Linked DNA regions of Rattus norvegicus: region 2 is linked to region 1. Evidence: chromatin contacts called from public Hi-C data. All regions are on one chromosome and are shown on one strand. Each heading gives the region's core, a stretch centred on a gene start, on an enhancer-like site or on the middle of the called end of the contact. The rest is flanking DNA. Distances are from core to core; before and after follow the strand shown.

Evidence for each region. A called contact is a pair of places that touch in the nucleus more often than the background predicts.
Region 2: a Hi-C map of hepatocytes shows a contact between it and region 1, with 1.6 times the contacts expected there. The contact joins the promoter of Plk4 here to the promoter of Intu in region 1. A contact is called at or near these places in 4 of 12 Hi-C or Micro-C datasets (the A7r5 cell line, Schwann cells, hepatocytes and 1 more).

What each region holds. Positions count from the first base shown.
Region 1 is chr2:125,535,493-125,539,632 of GRCr8, reverse strand. It overlaps Intu (inturned planar cell polarity protein), which reads right to left and starts at 1,860. Exons shown (of 16, transcript NM_001421108.1): 1 at 1,614-1,860. The coding sequence starts at 1,759.
Region 2 is chr2:125,728,484-125,732,623 of GRCr8, reverse strand. Plk4 (polo-like kinase 4) reads right to left here and starts at 2,144. Exons shown (of 16, transcript NM_001395103.1): 1 at 1,900-2,144; 2 at 1,100-1,195; 3 at 321-416; 4 at 130-244. The coding sequence starts at 1,929.

The DNA of each region.
Region 1 (4,140 bases), core at 611-3,110:
AAGGTATGTGACTAAGATGTAGAGAAATCAAGCATGAGAACCTCAGTCTGATGCTTCCACAGCACAATAAGGTTTTGTAATGTCCGTTTCCTTCCAGGAAACTCATGAAATGACCGTGTCCTGGTTAGTACTACCTGCCAACTTGAGACAACCTAGAATTATCTAGGAAGAAAATCTCAATTGAGGAAGTGCCCTAAATCAGATGGATCTGTGGGCATGTAAGGAATTGTCTTGATTGATAACTGATGTAGATCCCAAGCCAGTGTGGTTCTGAAACTACACAAGAAAGCTAGCTGGGCTTAACCAGCGTGCCTGCCTGCCCGCCAGCCCACCAGCCGGCCCGCCATCATTGCCCTCCATGCATCCTGCCTTGAAGCTCTGGCTGTGAAGTGAGTTCTTTGATTGGAAGGATTGCTATGTAGAATGGCAAAGCAGGCCTGCCTCAAGGTCCTGCCTTGAAGTCCTTCACTCAGTAATAGACTCTGATCTGGGATTTTAAGTAAAAAAAAAACTCCCCTCTCCTCAAAGTTGCCTTTGGTCATAATTTCTTACCAGAGCAACAGATGTGAATCTAGAACAAACTACAACATTTTGAATCACTTTTTAAGATGACAACAACTTATAAAAAGTTGATGTTCTTACATCTGTTCAGAGTTTTAAGAACACGATCTATCTGTAGTAAGCTTCTAGCATGGATTTAAGCAGGGTTTTCCCTTATTTTTCGTGACAACTAAAAAAGAAAGAATGTGTTACATACGGTTGGTTGAAGATGGTCACAATTATTTGTAACTGCTAGCTCTAACTGCAAATAAAATGTCCTCCTAAAACTACCGATGGTCTTTGTGTACACAGTGGCCTGAACCTTTTCCCTGCCATTCACTGTAAGTTACCCGTGGCTTTTCCAAGAAGTCCTTAATCCATAGCAACAGGGACAGATTCCTTAAGAATTGAAATACTGTCACTCAAAATAATTCATTCATAGTATTACCAAGGATTCTGGCTTGAAGTAGAAACCCTGGAGTTGAACAGAAAAACACAGCATGAATATGCTGAAGACAGAGAGGATGTCTTGATACGAGGGTCCTCTTTCTGCTATCACTTCCACAAGAAACATCTCTCCAATATAAAATAGTTGCTTTATAAAGTGTGTGTACGGTGTCTCTCTCCAGTAAATACTCTGGAGTCTGAGGGTGCAGAGGGAAGTCATAGGTTGGGTCGTTTGCTGCTCTTGGAGAAGACTGGAGTTTAGTTTCAACCACCAACACGGTGGCTCATAACCCGGGAAACTCTAGTTCCTGGGATCCAATGCCCTCTGCTGGCCTCTGTGGGCACCTGCACTCATGTGCAGATACCCACACAAAGACACACAGGTACATATAATAAAAAGTAATAAAAATATAAATGTTAAAGAATGCTCTGGAGTCTAAGACACAAGTGAGGTAAGAAGCAATGTTACGGGGGAAGGTTCAGGAGCACCACAGAGATCCTTCACAGACACAGAATCCACCCAGAGGCAGGGACTCTTTTATTCGGAGACCGCAGCAAGCAGGCCAGCACCCCACTCCCCATACGTGTGCTCAGGAGAGAGGACCCTCGGTTTCCTGGAGCCTTACGTGTCGCTGCTGGCTGAGGAGCAGGAGCCCAAGCTGCTGGCCCCGGCGTCGGAGTCGCTTTCCTCCTCTTCCTCTTCCTGTGAGGACAGGTCTCCAGGGAGCTCGGGCGCGCGACCTCGCGGGTCTCTCCTCGCAGGGTCCGCCATCCTTTCGGTCGCGAGAGCTCCCGGGGAGAAAAATCAGACTCTAGAGCCCGCCAGCCCTGCCTTCAGCAGCTCCGCCATTTTGCCAGGCCGGGTCACGTGACCCTGGTACTCAGCTGCGATTGGCTGGGGCGCCGGTTGCCCGGGAGACAGGGAAGCTTCTCGGTACAGAGGCGGAGCATTTTTGGAAACTAAAGTGCTCTTTTCACAGCTAGTACAAACTTCCCTGTTTGGCATTTCCTCACGCTCTTGCACGGGAGAGCCAAGCAAAGATTCTTTTACTCTTTTCATATTGACAGTTTGTACGATATCTTATTTTCTTTTTTCTATTATGTTTTAAAATCGTGATCCAAAAGGATAGGTTCTATTTAGCTAGTTTTTGTGGGGTTTGTTTGTTTTATTTTTGACAAACAGTGCCTTAGAGGTAAAGACCCTCTGCATTCATGCACTTCTAGGTGCTAGTGAAAATCCCTCAATTCTTTTTTTTTAATTTATTTGTGATTTGTGAATAGGTACATCAAGTATGTTTAAGGTACATAATAACTATCCATTGAGTCCTTCATCGCTGACTCAGTTACATTCTGTCTATTCATATGCCATCCTAAATATTTGCATACAACGAAGTAAATAGTTCTTTTATGTTTAAGTTAAAAAGTAGGGCTTAATGAATTAAGAACGAGTATACAGCTAGCAACAAAGTCAACTAAGAAATGAACTTGAAGCTTTACAATACACTACATTTTCTCTTCAGGAGTAACTTCTCCAGGTCCCCTTACCTGTGGTTTCAAAGATCAGCCAAGGTGCGAGAGTATAGGGTGATAAGTTCCAGAATTGAACAACGAGTTCTAGATTGTCCATCACTCTGGGTTATGTGGGGAAATCTCACAGTCTTGCTCCATCCCACTTGGCAGTAAACCCACTTTTGTCAGTGTGCACACATTGTATATGCAACACACCTGTTAGTCACTTACAGTAGCTGACTGGCTAGAAGACAAGCCACCAAGGCATCAGTACCACAGTGACTGTATTTAAGTAAGGTAATCAACAGTAGGTTACAATGCCTACATTATTCTCCTAATATCACTCTGTCTAGGAAAAACAATCACCAAGGAAGATGCCCGTGACCTCAGAAGGAATGGAGACTTCTTCCCACAAGCAAGCAAGCAGTGGGCATCAACAGCATCTGTCCAATACAGTGGCCATCCACAGTGTCTGTGAAATCCAGTGGACATATAATCTCAGACTGCACATGCTGAGGCTCACTCCCTGAGACTGCTACCGCTTGACTGCCCTGGGCTTTAAGATGGTAGCCATGAGCCCCGGCTTGTTTTTACTTGTCTACTGTCTGCAAAGGGAGATGTCTGGAACTCTCTCCCTGTACTTGACTAATCTATTTGAGTGACTCCCAGATTCAGGAAAATTTTTATAATTACCCTTTTACCGTACGTCATTAAAAAGAATATAGACAAAAAGACTCATAGGTGAGGTGTGGGAGTAGGGACCGTGTTTCAGTGGCTTTCCTTGGTGTTCTCTCTCCAAGATCCTCCTCATGCTCATCAACCCCACACACTCTGAACTTCATCCGTCCTTTAGGGTTCTTACAGAAATGGAGTCACAGACAGGCTGGGTGGACAGACAGGTGTGTCTATTCTTTTGCATTTCTTTCTTCCGGGGATGGGGCAGGACCCCTCTGAGATGACAATCATCTTATGGCCTACTGTCAGACAGGTCACTGCAGTACAGGGACTTTCCATAATAGTTATGTAAAATTTTGATAAAATGTGTATACCTTTTACCACTTAAACAATAAAATTTACCCAAGATTCTATTGCAAAATAAAAGTGCTTTAGGCATCTACTTGATGAGTTAGCCTTTTGTTCGTTTGCTTGTTTACTTATTTATTTGGAACAAGGTCTCATTGTGTAGCCTGGCTGGCCTGGAACTCACTATGTAGACAAGGATTTCTTTCTTTCTTTCTTTCTTTCTTTCTTTCTCTCTTTCTTCCTTTCTTCCTTCCTTCCTTCCTTTCTTCCTTTCAAGATTAATTTAATTATTTTATGTATAGGATTGCTCAGTTTTCATATACACCAGAAGAGGGAATCTAATGCTATTACAGATGATTGTGAGCCACCATGTGGGTGCTGGGAATTGAACTCAGGACCTTTGGAAAAGTGTCTCTTAGCTGCTGAGCCATCTCTCCAGCCCCACCCCCACCCCAGACTGGTTTTATATGCACAGAGATTGTCCCTCCTCTGCTTCCCAAGTGTTTGGAAGTAAAGATGTGCACTACTGTGCTTGGTTGCGTTTCTTCACTTTTAAAGCAGCCTATTAGACGTTTAAAAAGTAAAAGATTTTTAGAATGGTTTATCTTATGTATATAAGGT
Region 2 (4,140 bases), core at 895-3,394, 190 kb before region 1:
AGAACAAAATGTTTACTAAATGTTATAAAATAGCACATTTTTCAAAACCACATCTTGAAAAGTCAAGTGTTTACCAACAGAAAAAAAGAGGGAGACAAATTCCACTCCCAACCCCCAAAGGACACCCACCTTCGCTTTCGGAGAAAGGCTTCATTCTGTTCTTTAGGTACCTGTTCATTTCTCCGTTGTGGCACATTTCTAATACCAGGTATACGTAATTGTTATCTTCAAAGTAATTATAGAGCTAAAACAGAGAAGGTGCAGTCAGTTACACAAACACCCAGCTTTCCTTAACTACTGTAATACACCTTATATCTTACCTCCAAGACAGAGGGGTGTTTCAACTGGCAATGTATTTTCACCTCATTTTGGACTCTCTGTACCATTCCAGCTTTGTACATGGCTTTCTTATCTATCTAGAAATAAGAAGAGAGATTTATTTTGTTTGATTTTTATGGTTCTGTAGTTTGATCTAGAATCCTGTGCATGCTAGAGAAACACACTCTACCACCTAGCTGTAGCCCTAAGCCCAGACAACAATCTACAATTGTAAGAAGTCCTTTTTATATGGTCTTGGAAGTCAATTTACTCTCATCTGTGCCTCACCCTTGCCGAGTACCTAGCCGAGTACATTCAAAATGTGTCCAATGCATTTATGTGACAGCAGAGGTTGGCCCTGGATTTAGCATTTTCCTTTTTACAAATCTTCAGAGACACGATTACAGGCTGACCATAATGATATTCTTGGACTGCTACAGCCACACATGGGCATATTATTCTAAGTACATTGCTAACTTTTTCATATAAGTATTCATAGCAACAAAATGTATTAGTCTCCCGAACACTATAAAGTATAAAAACTTCACTTAAGCAAGTTAAGAGTCTCTTAAATGTCTTTAAATTCAGATGCTGCACTTAACAGCACTGTCTTTTGAATATCCATTATATTATGCAATGTATTACTACATATGCACACATGCGGGAGGTGGCAGGTGCATGCAGTCTTTAGTAGATAGAGTGGGCATTTTGAATAGCACCCCTCTATTGCTCTTTAGTACCTTGCAAAATACTGAAGAAACAATAATTAATACTTTCTTACCATTTTGATTGCAACTTCCAAACCAGTGTGTATGGACTCAGCTCTGTAGACACCAGCAAATGATCCTTTACCAAGTAGATTTCCAACCTTAAAGTCCTTAAAAAAATTTAAAGATTACAAGTGAGGAATCGCAGAACTAGAAAGCAAGAAAGCTAGGTAGGAACTGGAATGTAAAATGGGCCAGGGGGAAAATGGGACATAGTTCAAGAAGCTGCCACACCTCGATGATGCAGGTGTCTGGGGTGGAAGGCATCTTGATGCTGAGAGACTTTCTAAGCTCCAGCCCTGTTGGAAGCTAAGGACTCTAATGAGCTGGTTAACTCGGGTCCCAACTCTGGTCCATCAGGCTCCCGCCGCAGCTCCCGCCACGGTAACCGCCGTCCCCGGGGAGGGGGCAGGCGGAGCGCGGCTTTGGAGGCGGGAGTGGCAATCCGACGCCTAGGGGAGCCGGGACCGGGCGGGGCCCACAGCTGGCGACACACTTGCTGGGTACCAGGCGCTCCCCTCCGGGCGGGGCTCCCAGGGGCGGGCCGCTTCGCTGGTCCCTCCACAATCTGCCCAGTCACTGCGCCTGCCCGCGGAACACCGCATTACCTGTGTCACTGAGCACCAGTGAGTGAGCGAGCGCCTCATCCAGACTAACTCAGCCTGCGCCCGCCCGCTCCGGTGTTTGTACCAAGCGGTATTCCGACCTTCCCTCAGCACAGTGCTCGGTGCACCTCAGCTTAGTCGGTCCCCGAATATCAGAGTCCGCCTCACTCGGACCTTCCCTCGGTTCCGCGCCCGCCCGCCCGCCTCACCTCGATCCTCTCTCCGATGCACGCCGCCATGTTCCCGAGCCGCCGGTGCCCCGGGTTCGGCCGTCTCGCAGTCCCTCCGAGGCAGCGCTCCGAGAAGCCAGCAGGTCTTGGCGCCCATCAGGATGCTTTCTCTATGCCGCCGCCGCTGGCGACGCCGCCAACGCCACCGAAAGTTTATCTCGGTACCTCCAGAGGCCTGGGCGGCGCATCGATGCTCCCATTTTGAAAAATTCCCGCCGGTCTCCGAACCGGCCAGGCTGGCGGTGACGTCAGCACTCTCCACTTCTGAGAGGCTGAGACCGACGCGCATGCGCGGCAGGGGCTTCCGCGCTCTGGTCCGGAAGTGGGTCCAAGTTTGATGGAAAGTGGTCGGTGTGAAACTGACCAAAACGCGGACGCTAACAGTGGATGTTTCTAGTTGGTAGGTTACGTTTTGATCTGAAGGACGACGCAGTTTCAGAGCCGGGAGCAGAGCGCAATACCAGAGGGTTTCCCTAGCATACTCCGGACTTTGGCTTTCCCTAACAATTCTTTCAAATAAGTGTTTAGACTTGACCTGGGGGGGTAAAGTCGATTACCTTCCTTAGAATAAGCCCCGCCCACCTTGTACACCTTCGTAGTTTTTCCCCTTTATACAGCTATTATGTTTTTCCCCTTTATACAGCTATTAATGTGTGATGCTTTAAGATGATGAATAGTATAGCGAAAATACCGACTCTGCTTTAAAGGCGTGGGGATGTACTTGAGTGGTAAAATGCTTGTCAAGCACGTACAAATCCTTGGGTTCCAGCCCCTTCTCTCCCAGCAATCCCCTGCCCAGGCAAATATTAAAAGTTGGGACACAGCGACACACTCGTTGAGTCCGTCCTTGGATTGTAACAAGTTTCAGGTTAACCTGGGCTACCAATCTCACAAATTATATGTGACTTAGGCTAAGTTATTTTCCTTGAAAACTGTTTTGAATAGTAGTAAGGATCTTTACAAGCAGAGAAAAGAGGTAATCACAAACTGTTAGTAAATAAACCTGCAGGGTTTTTTTTAAGCTTAGTTGTCCTGAGATTTTAAATCAGATGCAAAAGATCAAAAGTAATGACTTGTTTTTAAGGCCCGAAATCGTGTGTTATCTCTCAGTCTGCCTGTGTTTTATCTCCTTTAAACAGAAGTCCTAATAGTATTACAATCCAGGTCTAGGTTGTTATCCTGAAATGCCAGTGACTCCAGGACAGGAAAAAGACTGGTTTGGAAAGACAGCAAACCAAAGATAATGGCACTTGGGGAAGGAGCGTGTGTGTGTTTGTCTGGCAACAAAAATGGATCTCAAAGGGCAGTTTAGAAAGACTAAGTGAGGTCCTTATTTGGGACCATTTTCTTTGACTGTTATATCCTTGAGATAAATTAAAGCCAATCTCCACACATATTTAGATGAACACATTGTTATCCTGCAAACAAAGCATCATTTCACAAGTGCTTGGCCCATGCTTTCCAGTTCCAGTTCTCAGGGGTTGGAGATATGACACAGTGATTGAGAGCTTGCTGCTGTGGGAGAAAGGGCCATATTCATCAGTCCTCCCTGCTGTCAGCTTGCCTTCTGTTACCCAAGTCCATGGGCTCTGATGCCATCTTCTGGCTTCTATTGGCATGACACTCATGTACACAAACCTATACTTACATATACTCACATTATAAAAATAAAATCTAAAAAACAAAAAAAGTTGATTATGTGCTTGACATTCTCAAAGCTGCTTGAAAACAAATATGCCTGCCCTATGGAGCTTGCACTTTTGTGTGAAGAGATATTTTATAATTAACATGTGATTTACATACACACAGGAATGACTGCACATCAAAAACAGAAACCTGCAATTTAATGGGTTCATTTGTAGTTCAAGGAATGTTTACATTCATAGAAGTACTCTGATTTCAGCATGACTTAACATTCTAGAAATTTAATTTTAAGCACGTTGCAATATAGAATTTCTTTTGTAGTGCCTTAATAGGCAAATAAAATCATTTTGACACAGGGTCATGCTGTTTATCTCAGGCTGGCCTTGAATTCCAGATCCAGATTTTAGATGTTTTCCACTGTATCTAGTTTCATAGATGAATTAGACTGTTGCTTAAAAGTCTTAAAGCTATCTTCGGTATTCCTGGGCTTTACTTTGTGGCCTTTGTTTTTGAACTATTTCACATGCATTTAAAGTTTGTCAGAGTCCATTAATAGACCATAACTATTGATATAAA